2 separate regions of the Zea mays genome follow, and region 1 is linked to region 2. Evidence: chromatin contacts called from public Hi-C data. All regions are on one chromosome and are shown on one strand. The core of a region is the stretch at or near the end of the contact, and the rest is flanking DNA. Distances in the headings are between cores, read along the strand shown. Region 1 holds the start of LOC100283013. Region 2 holds the start of LOC103627898 (pumilio homolog 1).

What was found. Hi-C and Micro-C count contacts between places; a contact is called where the count stands out from the background.
Region 1: a contact with region 2 is called in a Hi-C map of leaf mesophyll, with 1.8 times the contacts expected there. The contact joins the promoter of LOC100283013 here to the promoter of LOC103627898 in region 2. A contact is called at or near these places in 4 of 25 Hi-C or Micro-C datasets (ear, leaf and leaf mesophyll).

The regions. Positions count from the first base shown.
Region 1 is chr5:224,492,792-224,495,491 of Zm-B73-REFERENCE-NAM-5.0, forward strand. It overlaps LOC100283013, which reads right to left and starts at 1,318. Exons shown (of 5, transcript NM_001371891.1): 1 at 1,047-1,318; 2 at 744-952. The coding sequence starts at 924.
Region 2 is chr5:224,323,845-224,326,544 of Zm-B73-REFERENCE-NAM-5.0, forward strand. LOC103627898 (pumilio homolog 1) reads left to right here and starts at 1,336. Exons shown (of 11, transcript NM_001358704.1): 1 at 1,336-1,637; 2 at 1,923-2,620. The coding sequence starts at 1,982. It overlaps LOC100193002, which reads left to right. Exons shown (of 5, transcript NM_001366986.1): 5 at 1-473.

The sequences.
Region 1 (2,700 bases), core at 68-2,567, 170 kb after region 2:
TAGCATGAAAGAAAGTATTATCATTTTTTGTATGACCGACACAACAGTGGAGCACGAGTTCATCAAATACAATAATGCCACAGCATGAAAACATATAAGCGGATAAAGTAGATGTGTTTTCTCAGCAATATAACACTGTCAATTGTTATCTTGCGTGCATTTTTATCAGCGAGACATACGAACAACCAAGCATTCAAGACTTTAGTGCGAGACAGTGATGATAATCATCCAGTTTACATAATATGCTTAGTGAACTTTCATTTCAAGTATACTGCTTTCGTTTCTCATAGGATGCATGGTTATGGGAATCTTTGTTGTTCACTTCAACATTCTGACAAAATGTGATCTTGATATTGCATCTCATCATACAAGTGCAGTGATCATTTAGCATTGATACCTCAAGAGTTAGCATCAGTAGTTGAGGATACACGCAAAATATATAATAGGACCATCCGATCGATGATAAAAAAAAATAGTGGCTTCCTTTCGGCAAATACAATCAGAGGGTCTCTATTCCAAGTATGCCTGATAATCACTACAAACGGGAAACAGCAACCAACATATGCACACCCATATTCCAGCCCTCAACCGGTTCTTGAAGATCGGGTTTAGGACATGAGCAAGACCCCCAAAAGGCAAAGACCAAACGGCGCGACACCCCGTTGACCTCCCCAATACGTCGTCTTGGGTGCTAGCGGCACGAAGAAACTGCTCAGGAGCCACGGGAGAAGGGGGGCAAATACCGCAGATTTTGATGGGCGCCTCGAGCTCCAGCAGGTTGGGCTGGTGCAGGAAGATCTCCTTGGCGGCAGCGCAGAGCTGCTTGATCTCCGACTCCGACAACTGCGCGTTCTTCCCAGGCTTGAGATTCTTCACCTCCAGCAGCCGGCGTATGACGTCGTCAAGCAAGGCCGGATCCATCATGTTGAGGAGCTCTTCAACACTCACACCACTCTTGTCGAAACTTCTCGACAACAGTTAAAAGGGAGGGAAACGAAATCTTTACAAAGAGAAAAAAAAAGCGCAAGCACGGATCGAAGAAATACCGGCTGCTCTACGTGTGGGATGGACCAGAGGAGGGGGGAGGGATTTGGTCTGTGATCGGCGGTGCCTTGGTGATACAGAGATGCTACCTTTTTTGCTCGGTCAGTTGGTCCTAACTTTTTTCCTAGGATGCTCTCCTGCTGCTCTCGTTCCTGCAGATTGATGGGTTTTTGGAGGAGACTCGGATTGGATTGACGACTGTCCTCTCTGGTTTCTTGTTCTTGGCATTGGCAGTGACCGGGTCTCCCCTCTCCGTCTCTCTGTCTCCTCTTCTGTGCCCAATTACCCAAAGACTTGTATTGGACTTTGGAATAAAAGCAAAGCCGTTTTATGGCTAGGCCCTCCGTTTACTTCCATGACATGTCTGCATCCTTGGTTGGAGATTACAAGAACATCTTTTTTTTACATCTCCTCCTGTAGTCGTACTGCATTTGTCCTGGCAGTTGGTAATTGTGACTGTAAACGCTTTCTCGATCAGTCGATCTCTGCAGTCGGTAATTGTTGCTCTTTCTCTGCTCTGGATAGGATGGGGGCCAAACCAAACCAAGCAACAAGGACAGACGTGGAAGATATTTTTTGATCATCCTGCGGTCCTGCCCATGGAATCTTTGAGGACGGGGATCCATGCCATGCCAGTGCCATGGAAACTTCTTCCCAAGGAGACCTCACCTTGGTGCCCACAAAAAAAAAATAAAGAGGGTCATTATTTGGACGCCAGCAGGCTGTTACTCGCATGGTTCGTACGCTGCCAGCACCAGCGCGGGGAAGATCTGTGGTTAGGACTTGACGACGACGCCATATGCATGAGGCTCTCCGACGACCACCACGGCGGACTGTCACCCGTGTTGGATTAAGGTGGGCTTAGCTTAATTAATATTTAATAACATTCATTGTTAATGACTCATTTTAATGCTACGGTGCACTAATAATTTAACATTATATTAGAATTTCAAGAAACAAATCAATCAATTTAGATAGGTGGACCGTTAGTACATCTATTAAGAAGTTGAGAAAAAAGGACGAAGCATTGTCGCATGCGCGCGCCCGCGTCACCGGTCGGGCCGAGGCCGTGGCCATGCCCAAGCACAGAGAAAGTGGGAGAGCAGATCTCCGAAATCGCCGTCTCCAGATATACACTTGTGCGAGTGTGCGGACGATATCATATTTTTGGGGACCGTACTCGCGACTGCTCGTGTGATCCGTTCGACACAGCAGCGCCTCATCTACATCCTGCTCTTCGTCGTCTTCCCTAGGCGACGTGTGCTGCTATTCGTCTTATGACGACCGTTCGAGAGACTGCATCGACTCTATACGGCTACATCGAATATACACACGAGATGTCTCGTATGAATGGAGCTACTTATGCCTTGAGCATCAGTCCCTTTACGGAGTCTCTCTACGGAATACTTTCTGTTCTTCGTATTTGTGCATTTTTTATTGTTGTTTTATAACAATCCGCACCCCCCGCTGCGCGCGCTCTCGAAGGTTAGTTCTCCGATCCCCCTGCAGGTTTGGCTTGGCTATAAGATGAGCTGAGATAGATTATTATCTAATCTAGCGTATCTTCGTCTATCATCACGCACTCCATGCTTTTTGTCACGAAAACTGTTAGCCGGCAACAGGATTAACCTCCCAACTGCAGCCGAACCACGCACA
Region 2 (2,700 bases), core at 86-2,585:
GCCGCTTGCTCATAGTCCTAGACTGGGCGTCTGGGCCAGGTGTTTGGTCGTCTTGCATATATTAGGAACCATCCATGATCAGAGGTTTTGAAAAATCGCCGGTTCGTCTTCCATATATGAACTCTCTCCCTGGTGTCGCGATCAGGAAAATGAAGGAATTGGGCTACCAGTCATCTGCGATGTCCTTGATGTATCCATGTGTGTGTATTAAAACTGGAACTTGCTGCTGTATGAGCAATAATCCAGCACAGCACGGCAGGACTTATTGCCGGTGTACTGACTGGCCTTGCCATTAGCCACTGGATCTGGATGGTAGCACTGTTCATGGATATGAAGATTAGCATAGCGAGTACAATCTCTGCTTTAGGGTTGTCAAAATAACACTGGTCTTGTTTACAAACACTAGCTTGTCTTGTAGCTTGCTTCTTGAATTCTCAAGAGACAAATTGTAGCCAGCTGGGAAAGTGGCAGCAGGTTTCCCTGTTTTTCTTGGTTTGCTCCTGCATATACTATGTTCTCACTCCTATCTAAATAACATTCTGGCCTTTTTAGATCCACTATGTTTAGAACTTCAGATATACACTATGTATAGATACATAATAAAAAACAATACATTTTAAAAAAACTGAAACGTATTATAATTTAGATTGGAGCAGGTGTCTGCCTGCCCGAGATGATAAGAATATATATCTTCTTTTTTCTTCTCAACCACAAGCAATGACAAGTGCCTTTTCTTGCGCCGTGTTTTCTTAACACCATCGCAGTTCCTCGCCACTTTCTTGTGTTGGGCGTTACTAGTATTTTATCATCACAACGCACTATGCAAAGTCGCTTATTAGGTCAAGCTCCCTCAGATATTATATCATTATTATTGTCGTAATCCTCATCCTCGTTTTGACTTGCTCGTCAATCGGAGTAGCAGCAGGGATAGACATGGATTTTTTTTCAATGGACCCACCTGTCAGCCACAGCTCGGACAAAGGAAGGAAAACGACACAACACTACCAATTGCAACGCACTCGTTTTTGGACAAGAAACAGAACAGGGAGAGGGAGATTAAACCATCGTTTTTTTCCAGCGGAAAAAAGGAAAGGAATGATTTTTAAAAGATTTTATCGATTTCTAAAATTGACGCTGGGTTTTCCGAGATGCGTACTGCTGCGTCATACACCTCATCTGCCTTTATTACGACGACTCATCCGAAAGAGTACCACAAGCGCAAGGCGGCGCTTTGAGATTCGCGCTGGGGGAGGGACCGGACGGCTGGCTGGAGCAGTTGGGGAGGCGGGCTACCGGTCTCCAGGAAGAAAAGGCCCCACGTCGCTTTCCGCCTCCGCCTCCGCTCCCTTCCTTTCCCATTCGCCTCACCTCGTCTCGCTCTCGCCTGCCGCCTCACCTCACCTCGCCCCGCTCCGGCCGCAGCAGCCGCCCCAGCCCTCCCTCCGGAAAATCCCCCAAAACCCTAAATAAATCCTCGATCGGAATCCACGGATGGGACCGCGGCCGGCAGCTCCGTAGTGGACTGGAGGTGCTCGGTCAGGCTCGGCTGCCCGTTTGATGCCGCTGCTACGGAGTCTCCTGCAAGCTAGGTTTCCAGTGGCTTAGTGTTTTGGTTTGGTCTGTTTCTTCTGTCCGAGGTAACTTGATGCGCCAGCTCCCTGTACTTCCCTTTTCTTAAAGGCGGGACTTGTAATCCCGGTTCTTTTTAATAGAATTAACGGATGAACCTGGTATTCAAACGATTTCATGTGGTCTGTAATCATGATTTCTCATAAAGATGCATCGATCATTCTTCCAGTTCAATTTTCATGCATACCTTCGGATTACAACTCCACTCTATACAAGTTTTTTTTTTTGGGGGGGGGGGGGGGGGGGGGGTGGGGGCAGAGGCGGTACTGATCACCATCTTCTTACTGGTTTAGGATTGAAGGAAACCAGGAAGGAAGGAAGCACGTTGAAACAAAGACAGAGGGCTACGGCGATGGCTCCATCTCAAGCGGCAGCGGTGGTGGCTGGCCCCACCTTTGAGGACCTCGAGCGTGACCTGCAGGCAGTTCTCATGGACCAAAACCACACGTCCCCCACGGACGACCTCAGCATATTCCGCAGCGGCAGCGCTCCCCCCACAGTCGAGGGCTCTCGCACAGCCATTGGCGCGCTCTTCCCTGGTCCGCAGCTTCACGCCAACAGCCTTGGTGATGGCGGCGGCGGCGGCGGGACTGATGCTGGTGTTGACATGCTCACTGAGGAGGAGATAAGGTCACACCCGGCATATCTGTCGTACTACTATTCTAATGAGCACCTCAACCCAAGGCTTCCGCCACCAATGGTCTCCAAAGAGGACTGGCGTGCGGCGCAGCGGTTCCAGGCTGTGTCTGGAGGTATCGGGGATAGGAGGAGGCCTTCGGAGGTCGGGAGTGGAAACTCGCTGTTCTCGGTGCAGCCAGGGGCGCATGGAGAGAAGGCGCTGCTGAATCATAGAGTGGGGAGGGGTGAAAGGAATGGGCTCGCACGGCAGCAGTCGTCGGAGTGGCTCGGGAGAGGCGCTGATGGGCTCATCGGCTTGTCAGATGTCAGTGGCCATGGATCACGGCGCAAGAGCTTTGCTGATGCATTGCAGGTTTGGAACATATTGCATCGTTCATTTTGATTTCATTTTGTTGCTGTAGTTACATCTTCAGCAGAACCACATGTTCTTGA